Linked DNA regions of Anas platyrhynchos: region 1 is linked to region 2. A link is a contact called in public Hi-C data. All regions are on one chromosome and are shown on one strand. Each heading gives the region's core, a stretch centred on a gene start, on an enhancer-like site or on the middle of the called end of the contact. The rest is flanking DNA. Distances are from core to core; before and after follow the strand shown.

The links. Hi-C and Micro-C count contacts between places; a contact is called where the count stands out from the background.
Region 1: a Hi-C map of F5 follicle shows a contact between it and region 2, with 2.4 times the contacts expected there. The contact joins the enhancer-like site here to the promoter of ARL4C in region 2. A contact is called at or near these places in 5 of 8 Hi-C or Micro-C datasets (F5 follicle, liver, skeletal muscle and 2 more).

The regions. Positions count from the first base shown.
Region 1 is chr7:29,950,552-29,955,479 of IASCAAS_PekinDuck_T2T, forward strand. No RefSeq gene overlaps it. Among named protein-coding and RNA genes, the nearest start is that of SPP2, 61 kb to the right of the region's middle. Within about 2 kb of position 1,385, at least 5 of the 8 cell types and tissues checked have an H3K27ac peak or open chromatin away from gene starts, as enhancers often do. A contact at or near this core is called in F5 follicle and small yellow follicle, where this site is marked.
Region 2 is chr7:29,886,795-29,891,716 of IASCAAS_PekinDuck_T2T, forward strand. ARL4C (ARF like GTPase 4C) reads left to right here and starts at 2,931. Exons shown (of 1, transcript XM_027461104.3): 1 at 2,931-4,922. The coding sequence starts at 3,122. The coding sequence ends at 3,700. SH3BP4 (SH3 domain binding protein 4) reads right to left here and starts at 513. Exons shown (of 6, transcript XM_072041183.1): 1 at 286-513.

The DNA of each region.
Region 1 (4,928 bases), core at 135-2,634, 62 kb after region 2:
CTCTCCCCCTCGAGCCCCACTTTGGGTTAACTTTGTTCTCTCCCTGACGGCTTGAATCCCCCCCACAAAATATGCCTCAGAAGCTGCTGCTCTGTGGCAGCGAAGGAAAGGCACCCTACACAAATCAGCTTTCCCCACCACATCTGTGTCGTCTGCATGCAGAGCAGCACCACAGCAGAGGGAACCGTCCCCACGTGGCAGGGAGAAAGCTGAACGCTTCGCTGTAGGATCTGCTGGGCATCTAATTGCATGCACACGCTCACCACTAATCTATCCCATGTGCACAGCCCCAACACAGCCCGTGCTTTGATGCACCCGTCCAAGGAAGTGTAGCAGATGTCTCCTGCACGTTCTGCAGCCAGCATCGGGAAGTTATCAGCACCACGAGGCCTGCAGGCAGGGATGAGAGCTGGGCCCAGCTCTCACTGTCATAAGCAGAAAGGTGCCTTCATCCCCAAGGCTGACCTCTCTTGATTTCAGACACACAAGAACTGTAGACGTAGATAAGCAGAAGTGAACAAACTCATGCCAAACAATGCATTTCCAACACCAAAACGGGGCTGCAAGTGAGGGTGGCAGCAGGCCACCTGTGTTCTCTCCGTGCTTTAACCCCAGAGGCACCTGCCAAGCACCAGCTAGCCCTGAGATTCCTCTAATTTTAACTCTACCTCCCCAAGGAGCCTGTGCACCTGCATAAGTGCTGTGCCCCTGGGACAGGCTGCAGAATCTTACTGCCACCAGGGAGCCCAGAGGGGCTTCTGCAAGTCAGCAGAAAGCCATACCACAACAAAAATAAATAATAAAAAAAATAATAATAGATTTCCAAAGCATTTTGCAAGACTCAAATAAACTTGTTCCCCTACAGCAGCTCCAGCAGAGCTGACAATATGGTGGTGGGGATACAGGTCAGAGGCTGCAGTTCTTTTGCAGACTGCTGGTGAGCACTGAGCATTCAGTTTCTCTGGCACATATAAAGGGAAACACACCCTCAGCCTTCAGGGAGCCTGGGATAATAAATGAATAAGAGACTGCTGGGGAAGTGTGCAGGATGACGGGGTGGGAGGAGGAATGAAACAGCATCTTTGGGAGACAAGCTTCAGGTACCTTGGGGCAGGATTGGCCCCTCAGTCCTCACTACATAACTCCTTTTATGAAAGAAATTCATTTTTATGAAGGGAACGTGTTCAGCATGTTTGGTTGCAGCTTGGAACAGGCTACTGATATTGAGATGCATCTGCGGCTGTATTTCAGAAGCAGTGCTCTGACCCTTGATAAGAGACTCTCCTTTTATCTACTATTTATTAGCAGAGCTCAGGCATACACTCTATAACACGTCATGTACCCTTTTCAAATCCTGCTCTAACCTTGAAACTTTCTGAAGTTTGTCTCCGCAGAGCTTCAGCGAAGCACAATCTGCGGCTCCAACTGCACCAGAATGTTTGCAGCCTGACTACTCCCTACTCACTTCACGCAGGAACAGGAGCTGCCTAACAGCCCTGGGAACAGAAGGCAGAAAAAAAAGATATACAGCTACATCCGACTTCAACTGCAGTCTGACTCTCTTTGAAGCCCAGAGCTCAAGGCAGACCTCCAAGTAGAAGCACGGTGGATGCACCATCACCTCTAAAAGCATTATTTGGCCTGGCTTTCTTTTGTAAGAAGCTTGGGGTACAGCACACGTATCATAACTGTTTTCAGTGGGGTGGAGAAAGCGCCTTGGTAAACTACAGAGTAATTACAATGTTCAGCCTACCCATCCTGATCCTTAAAAACCGAGGAAATTGCTATGGGCAATAAATAGAGCGTGGTGGTCTGGCAGTCTGGTCCCCTGCACAAAGTCCGTAATTTCCAACTGGCAAGGAGATGCTAATCTGCCTTTCTTCTTCTTAGCACCAAAAATAAAACAGCCACGGACACATTTGAAGTGGTTTTATTTAAAAAGCCAACGCCAATCATGGCCCAGTCTTTTCTCCAGTACAAGTGTTTTTGGCTTTGATGGGTCCCTGAGATGTTGCCTCAAAGCCTGTGAGGACAGTGGCTTACTTGCTGCTCCAAGAAGAAAAAGAAGTGTCTGGGTCTGATCTCTCCTTGGACCACCTGCAATTCACACCTACTGTAACCAACCAGACATGCTCAGGAGAATCCGTGCTACATCTGTACACGCCTTAGCAAAAATAAAAGAGCTGCACAGAAAGTTTTACAGCCTTCAGCAGAACAAACACAGAAGATATGTCACTCAGGGGCCAAAGCTACGTGTAGATCCCCAAATGCTGCTGAACAGCTGTGCTTTGCAGCACCCTTCTCAGCTGTTCTCAGAAGAATTTTAGTTTTCTCAACACACCCAGTTCCTGCGAGTATTGACAAAAAGCTCCCAGCCAGGCCATGCCTCCAGCCTCAAAGTATTTCAGCTGCAGGACTTTTCCCAGGGTTGCTTGCCCATTACTGATCCTGCTGAGGCCCATAGAAATCTCTCCCCCTTTCTGTGGATAACAGATGAGGTTCATATTTTCTAATTTTACTTGACGTGCACTCTTCCCCTCCCCTTTCTTTTCCCTCTCTGTTGGCTCAATTCCACTGTCCCTCTCATTCATGCCAGAGCTCGTGGATATGGGATACAACAGCGAGCAGCACTTCTTCACAGCAAAAAAAATGTAAAAATTTAAGTGGTCTGCTCTGCTACAGCATCACATCTCGTTGCATCTTACATTTCACCTTATCTGAGAAGTTTTACCTAGTAAATACTGCATAACAAACAAGTGAACCCTACTGAGGCACCAACGGGAGATCAAACTCTTGACGCCCCAGTGCCAATTTACATGGGCACAGGCTTGACCAGACCATGAATTGTCTCAGTGAGGACATGAGTCCCCTCAGAGCTACCCTGTCATTAATCTAAAAAGGCATTGTGGCACAAAAAAGACCTGGCTGGAGGAAACGTGGCTCCATCTCATTAGCAAGAGCCGCATTTAAGCACAGCAGTGACATTGCTGTTAGCATTTCAGGCTTGTGCACACTGCAGTGAAACTCTCCCGTCCCCTCAGCTGACTCCCCAGACCTGCAGGAGGGAAGGCCTCCTCCGGAGCCAAGCTGCCAAGATGCTCTCCGGCACGTTAAGCATTTAACAGCCTCTGTTTATTTATTGCCCTTAAATGCGATTCATGAGGGAGGACCTGGCCCATTTGCTCTTATTGTGCTTGCTCTTTGCCAGTCTCCTGACTGCAGCACAGGCAAAACCATGATTTCATTAAAATTAAGACACGAGACACAAACACAAAGCTCCTTTTGTTTGAACCTACTGGAGCAGAAATACAATAGAGGTCCCCCAGCGCTTCACGCCGGGCAGAAACACGGGGGTAGGCAGCGGCATGACCCTGCAGGGGTCCTTGCTGTTCATCTCTGCTTTCACAGCAGGACTGAAGAGGGATTTAGGCTTGGCCAAGGGATGCTGAGGTCCACCACATGAGACCAGACCTCTGCTTGCTGCCAGCATGGGAGCACGACCGGCGCAAACTGCTATGTCACCTCCTTCTAGGAGGGATGCTCAATTAAGACGTGTAAGACATGCATGTCTTTCTCTACCTTCAGATGCTTTATTTTTGAGAGTGCTGCTTAATGTGTGTAGCCCGCGGTGCTTTGTGAGAAAATATACAGTAAAACCGATGAAAGGAGGAGTATCACTGACTATAATTGTACCTAAATTAACAAGACTTAGAGTAATCCCACTCATTGAAGCTGCACTCCTTCTGTACAGAAAGTAAGCTGGGGGTGGAGTTCAAAACCAAGGGAAGGCAAAGGGAAGGCAAAGATAGCTGCTTAAGCACATTTGCACAGCTCCAAAGTCTGTCGTCTTCTACAGCACAGGCAAGGCAGAAGTACAGCCCCATGCTTAAAACAGAGCTCAAGTCAGATGGGTGCTGCCACGTGGCAGAGCAGCATAAGGGCCTTGTGCCCAAATCACCACTTGCACATGCTGGGGAATGACAGTGATGTTTTCAGAGGGCATTGAGGCCAAGAGTCTTAAACAGCCTCAGAACACTGTTTCCGTCCTTAAAATGACAGCACAAGGGAGGGGAAGCTCCTGGACATTGACTTTCTTCAGAAAATAGGGCAAGAGAAGAACCAGCACAGTCCATAACAGCTCCTTCCAGCCTCCCAGACACAGAAAATGCTCAAACCAAAACTTGGTTTGCTTTTGGGAAAACCAAAACCTGTGCAGGAGCCACAGCTCCGGTGATCCCCTCCCAGCTTCTTGCACACCCCGAGCCTCCTCACTGGCAGGGCAGCACAAGAAGCAGAAAATCCCTCAGTGTTAGCAGTGATGAGCAAAAGTTAAAACCCTGGTGTGTCATTGACATTACTTTCATCCAGCAGACATGAGTAGGAGAGAAATGCCAAGCAAATTCCTCTGAATTTTTCTATTTACAAAAGCCAGGCAATATGTTCTTATACCAAAACATCCCTGCCTAACAAACAATTTGGAAAGTTATTCAAGATAAGGCAGCTTGTGACTCAAAGTGAGTTTACAGATGGGACTACAGCAGTGGAAGGGAGAAAGCACCTGCTGAAAGCAATATTTTGAGAAAGGGCATCGCTGCTGCCGTGAAGCCAAAAGAAATGGTAGAATAGGAACTTCAAATGTTAGAACAGGAACTTCAACCGTGAGCCATTTCTGGGCTCAGACAAAAGCCTGCTGCCCAAACCTGGAGTACAGCTGCCTGCAAGCCCTCTTGGAGTTGTGGCTGTCTCCTCAGAGACTTCACTTAGACCCAAGCACATGCAGAAATTGGGTATTTCAACTGGAAAAGGAGGCCATGTCACTTCACGGGCTAATTGATATGAGCACACTGTGTGTCTGTGTGTGGAAATATGATCAATCTTGAAGGAAAACTACTGATCTGTATCATGGACATGGATGTATTGGAAGCCCA
Region 2 (4,922 bases), core at 1,681-4,180:
GAGTCGTTTTCGGTGCAAATCCCAGCATAACCTGTCAAAAAGCCCTCATGCTCAACTGCACGTGCTTTAACCTGCAAGCCTGCGCTTGGTGTGAGTTTGCAGAGGCAATTTCTGGGCAGGTTCACACAGAGGAGGTCCCTCTTTGTCCAGCACATAGGTACGTGCTGGTATTCTGCCACAAGATGCAGAAAAGGCTACACTTGTTAAGCTTCAGAGATGGGTGGTAGGAATTCATGGAGCAAAACAAAACAAAACAAAACAAAAAAGATTATGAAACGCACCTACCCTGTTCTTGTGTTCCTCCAAGGGCCTCCACTCCTTGTTGCTTACAGAGTGGCAGCACTGGGCTGTTTTCATGTTTTCAAACTCCTTTGAATTATTTTTTTCCCCTCATTTGTGGCTGTTTTAGCATTTCCTGGAGATCAGGCTGCAAAACCGGCTTTAAGCTGGTTCTTGAAGGGCTCTGCTTGGCCTGAGGAGAGGCATCTGAGGTCAGGAAATGGAGCTCAGCTGCTGAGCTGCAGATGAACGGATTATTCATCACTGCTGAATTAGGAGCACTTGTGGATTCAGTCATTTCCCCACTATCATGCTGCTTTTATCCATTCTTCCCTCCAGCCCTCCGCCCACCCCTAAGAAGCTCCTGGGCACCTCTCAGGATCTTTCTCCTCTGAGCCACGAAACCTCCTTGGCCCTAGGAGTCTGCAGAGGGTTGAACACATGCTCAGCCCCTAATGAACCTTCATTACCTGGCTTCACTAGCCAGGGAGGGCTGTGGCCGAGCCTGGGAAGGTCCTCAGGAAGAAAGGGGAGGTGGAAGGGAGGGAAAGCAGGAAGAAGGGAGCAAGAAAAGGTTGCTGAGCACAACAGGTCCAAGTGTGCCATCCCCCAAAAGCCTCCCAAAGGACTGTCAGAGCGAGATTCCCTACAGCATATTCCTCATCCAGGAGAGTCACAGGCCTGGCAGAGCTCACCCCAGAATCACTGGCAGAAAGCCGGGGGGTCCCCCAAACCAGCTGGAGGTGCCAGCCCCATGTCTTGTCCCTCCACAAGCCATCTGAGGTCTGTCTCTTAGCACAGCCTTCGAGCTGTTCCCACAGCCCAGGCGTTAGTCACAGGGATGCTATTAATTAGCCTCAGAGAATCCCCGAGAACGGGGGCAGTCCTAATTACAGGCCTTGCCTGCTAACTTTGTTTGGGCTGGCGTCTCTGCTTTTAAGGCAGAAACAAAAGGAAGCAGACTAAGACAAGTGATGCCAGAGAGAAGAAATGTGTGAGAGGCGCCTGCATGCTCTAGGAGTTGCGACACCCTCTGCAAACCAATTTCCCCCCCCAGGTCACTGCATTTGCCAGAGCCTGCTGACAAAATCTGCTGCTCCAGGGCTTCGTTTTGCCCAGGTGATACAGGGCTAATTGGTTGTAGATCAGCAATCACCATCAGGGATGCTCTGTGCCTGTGCAGGAAGCATCCCCACGTTGTCCACAGGCACGCTGCTGGTGGATGTGTGCGGTCTCCATCCCTTTGTGTGCCACCGAAATAAAAAAAAAAGGAAAGAAAAAGGAAAAAAAAAAATATACATCGAAGCACAAGATTAGCTGGGGGAGGGGAGATGGGTTGGTGGGGCTGGGAAGAAATAATTGCCATGTCTGAAAGCAGTTACTATGGCAGCAACAGCCTTCTTGCTGCTGGAGCGAAATGTTGGGGACCAGCATTTTTGCCTTTGTCAGATGCTCCCAGACACACATTTAGATGCTAATGCTGGCTTTAACCTTGGCTGCATAACCTCAGGGTGAGGGGCAGAAAGTAGAGGAGGGAGGGGGATGTATGGCAAAGATGGGTTTCGGCTCCCTAAATTTGCCACTGAATGGACTGGGCACACTCCTCTCAGCTGCGATTAACGCTGGTATTTCTGCGCTTAATATTCAGCGGAGGTCTTAACAGCTTATTTATGGATAGCTGGCATTAGCTGCAGCATAATTCACCACTGCAACGCTCCTGTTTATCTCCGTCCCCTTGGCATCATCTGATATAAGGCCATTTTTTCGAACATCCCCCAGGTTTGATCAGCCTGTCTATCCCATCTCGCCTTTATTTATAACCCACAATCAATGCCGGGGTGAAAAAAAAAAAAAAGAGAGGGGCAGCTCGCCCTTCGACTTCAGCTGTTGGGAGAAAGAAATTTTGGTGGCCTGTTTCGACAGGGAAGCCTTTCAACCTGAGCCTCAGATCTGTCTCCAGCAGTGGGAATGAAAGAGGAGCAAGGGAGGGGAGCTTTGGCTCCTGCAGTTGAGGTGATGGAGGGGAGAGGGCTTCCCAAAGGGTGTCCCGGGGCTGGCAGTGCTGTCCTTCATCCACATAGGAGGTTAAGCCTGCTGTAAGCCCTCGGTAAGATCCAGCTATTCCCAGAGCTCGTGGCACACCCCTGATCCTGCCCTGCTCTTGTGCTGAGCAGGAGGTGGTGGTTTGGGCATCGTCACCCTGCGGGTTTGGCTTTGTGCAGTGCCACCGAGCTCGGAGGGAGCCCTCGCCACCTCCTCCCCCTGGAGCTGGCACAGCACCTGGGGCAAAGCAAGGCTGCGATTATCCCATGGAGGGCAAAGGGTGTGCTGGGTGGGTGTTTGACCCTCCAGCCAGCCCTGCACCTGCGTGACGCCACACGCCACGCGTGGAGGTGACACGGTGCCAGGAGGTGACATGGTGCCAGGAGGTGACAAGGTGCCAAGGAGCCTTGCTCGTGGGCATTTCCACCAAGAAAACAGAGCCCGCTGTCACCTCCCGAGCAATTCGGCTCGGCCACAAGGCTGGGAGGAACAGCGAAGAGGCAGGGAATGAGGGAAGGAGGCAGGGAAGGAGGGCAGGAGGCCGTGAGGGAAGCGGCGGCGCGGCCCCTCCTCCCGGGCGGGGCGGCAGGCGGCGGCCGGCAGTCCCCGAGCCCCGGCTCGGCGTGGAGCCGCCAGCGGCCGAGCCGAGCCCTGCCGAGCCCAGGAGAGCCCAGCAGGGCCGAGCCGAGCCGGGCTGGGCCGAGCCGAGCCGGGCCGGGCCGGGCCGCGGCCATGGGCGCCGGGTTGTGAGGGGAGGAGGAGGGGGGGGCGGGCGGCAAGGGGCGCCCCGCAGGCGGCCATGGGGAACATCTCGTCCAACATCTCCGCCTTCCAGTCCCTGCACATCGTCATGCTGGGGCTGGACTCGGCGGGGAAGACGACGGTGCTGTACCGGCTGAAGTTCAACGAGTTCGTCAACACCGTGCCCACCATCGGCTTCAACACCGAGAAGATCCGGCTGAGCAACGGCACGGCCAAGGGCATCAGCTGCCACTTCTGGGACGTGGGCGGCCAGGAGAAGCTGCGCCCGCTCTGGAAGTCCTACAGCCGCTGCACCGACGGCATCATCTACGTGGTGGACTCGGTGGACGTGGACCGGCTGGAGGAGGCCAAGACGGAGCTGCACAAGGTGACCAAGTTCGCCGAGAACCAGGGCACGCCGCTGCTGGTCATCGCCAACAAGCAGGACCTGCCCAAGTCCCTGCCGGTGGCCGAGATCGAGAAGCAGCTGGCCCTGCACGAGCTCACCCCCTCCACCACCTACCACATCCAGCCCGCCTGCGCCATCATCGGCGAGGGGCTGACGGAGGGCATGGACAAGCTCTACGAGATGATCCTGAAGCGGAGGAAGTCCCTCAAGCAGAAGAAGAAGCGGTAGAAGCCCGCAGACGCGTGGACGGGTGGGAATGCAGACAAAGGAACCGAGGGGGAGAGAGAACCAAAGCGATCCTGTTTTTTGTGTTTTCCTTTTTTTTTTTTTTCCTTCTTTTTATTTTTTTTTTGTCCCTTTCCAAACGAAACGACGACAATAGCGGTGATAACAATACCGCTCCTGCTAGCCAAGCCCTGATCCTGACTGCGGGCGAGAGCCAGGATCTCCTTCTCCCGCTCTTCCCCCTTGCCCACCACCCTTTCCCCGGCCGGAGGGCGGCGTGGAGCACAGGGTGGCTGCTGGGCTCCGAGCTGGAGATGCCCTGAGCCCCCTGGCCGGGCTGGAGATGCCCTGAGCCCCCCTGGCCAGGCTGGAGATGCTCTGAGCGGGACAAGATGCCGCGGGCGGCCGAGAGCCCATGGAGCCGGGGTGGCCGCCCCAGCGCCCCTCCGTCCTTGCGGGGCACGGAGGCCAAGGGGTGAACAGGGCAGGACCCTGTTAAAGTGCATTTGAGAGAGGGCGAACGCGCGCCTGGAGCTTTTAATGCAAGGTCAGCCGGCAAGGAGGGCGGCTCTCGGCTGCCTTCATCCCTCACTGGGGGGCTGGAGTAGCGTAAAATGGGGGAGATGGCCGAGGGGACAAAACCTGGACGAGGGGACAAACCCCAGCCATGGGGACAAACCCCGGCCGAGGGGACAAATCCAAACCCCGCGGGCTGGTGTTTTAGGGAGCAGATGAGTGCAGAGCACAAGGGCAGGCAGCCTTCAGTAATGCCGCAGCGGCTGGGGGTGTGTAGCAGCTGGTGACTGGTGCTGAGCTTTAAGCTGTTTGCTTAAAAAAAAAGAAAAAAAAAAAAAAAGGGTGAAGTGAGGGGCGTCCAGGAGTCTCTGTTCTTAAAGGCGTGGTTGTGGCTTCTCCTGAAGCAAAGCCACGAGCAGGTCTTTATTGTGCCCAGGCATGCGCCAAGGTGCTAATATGCTCCATTCGGGGTGACCCAAAATACAGATTTTAAGAAAAAAAAAAAGCTTTGTACACCGCTGGGTGGACCGGTCACCGTGCTGCCCTGCAGCTGGTGCGGGAGGCTGGGGCAGCGCTTGTTAAACAGGAGCTCGGGGAGGTCGTGGCAGGACGGACAGCTGCCGGGTGAAAAGGGCAGAGCTTGCAAAACCCTGCAAAAAGATTGCAAAATGCGGCAGGAAAAGGGGACTCGGCAGTGCCGGGGAAACGA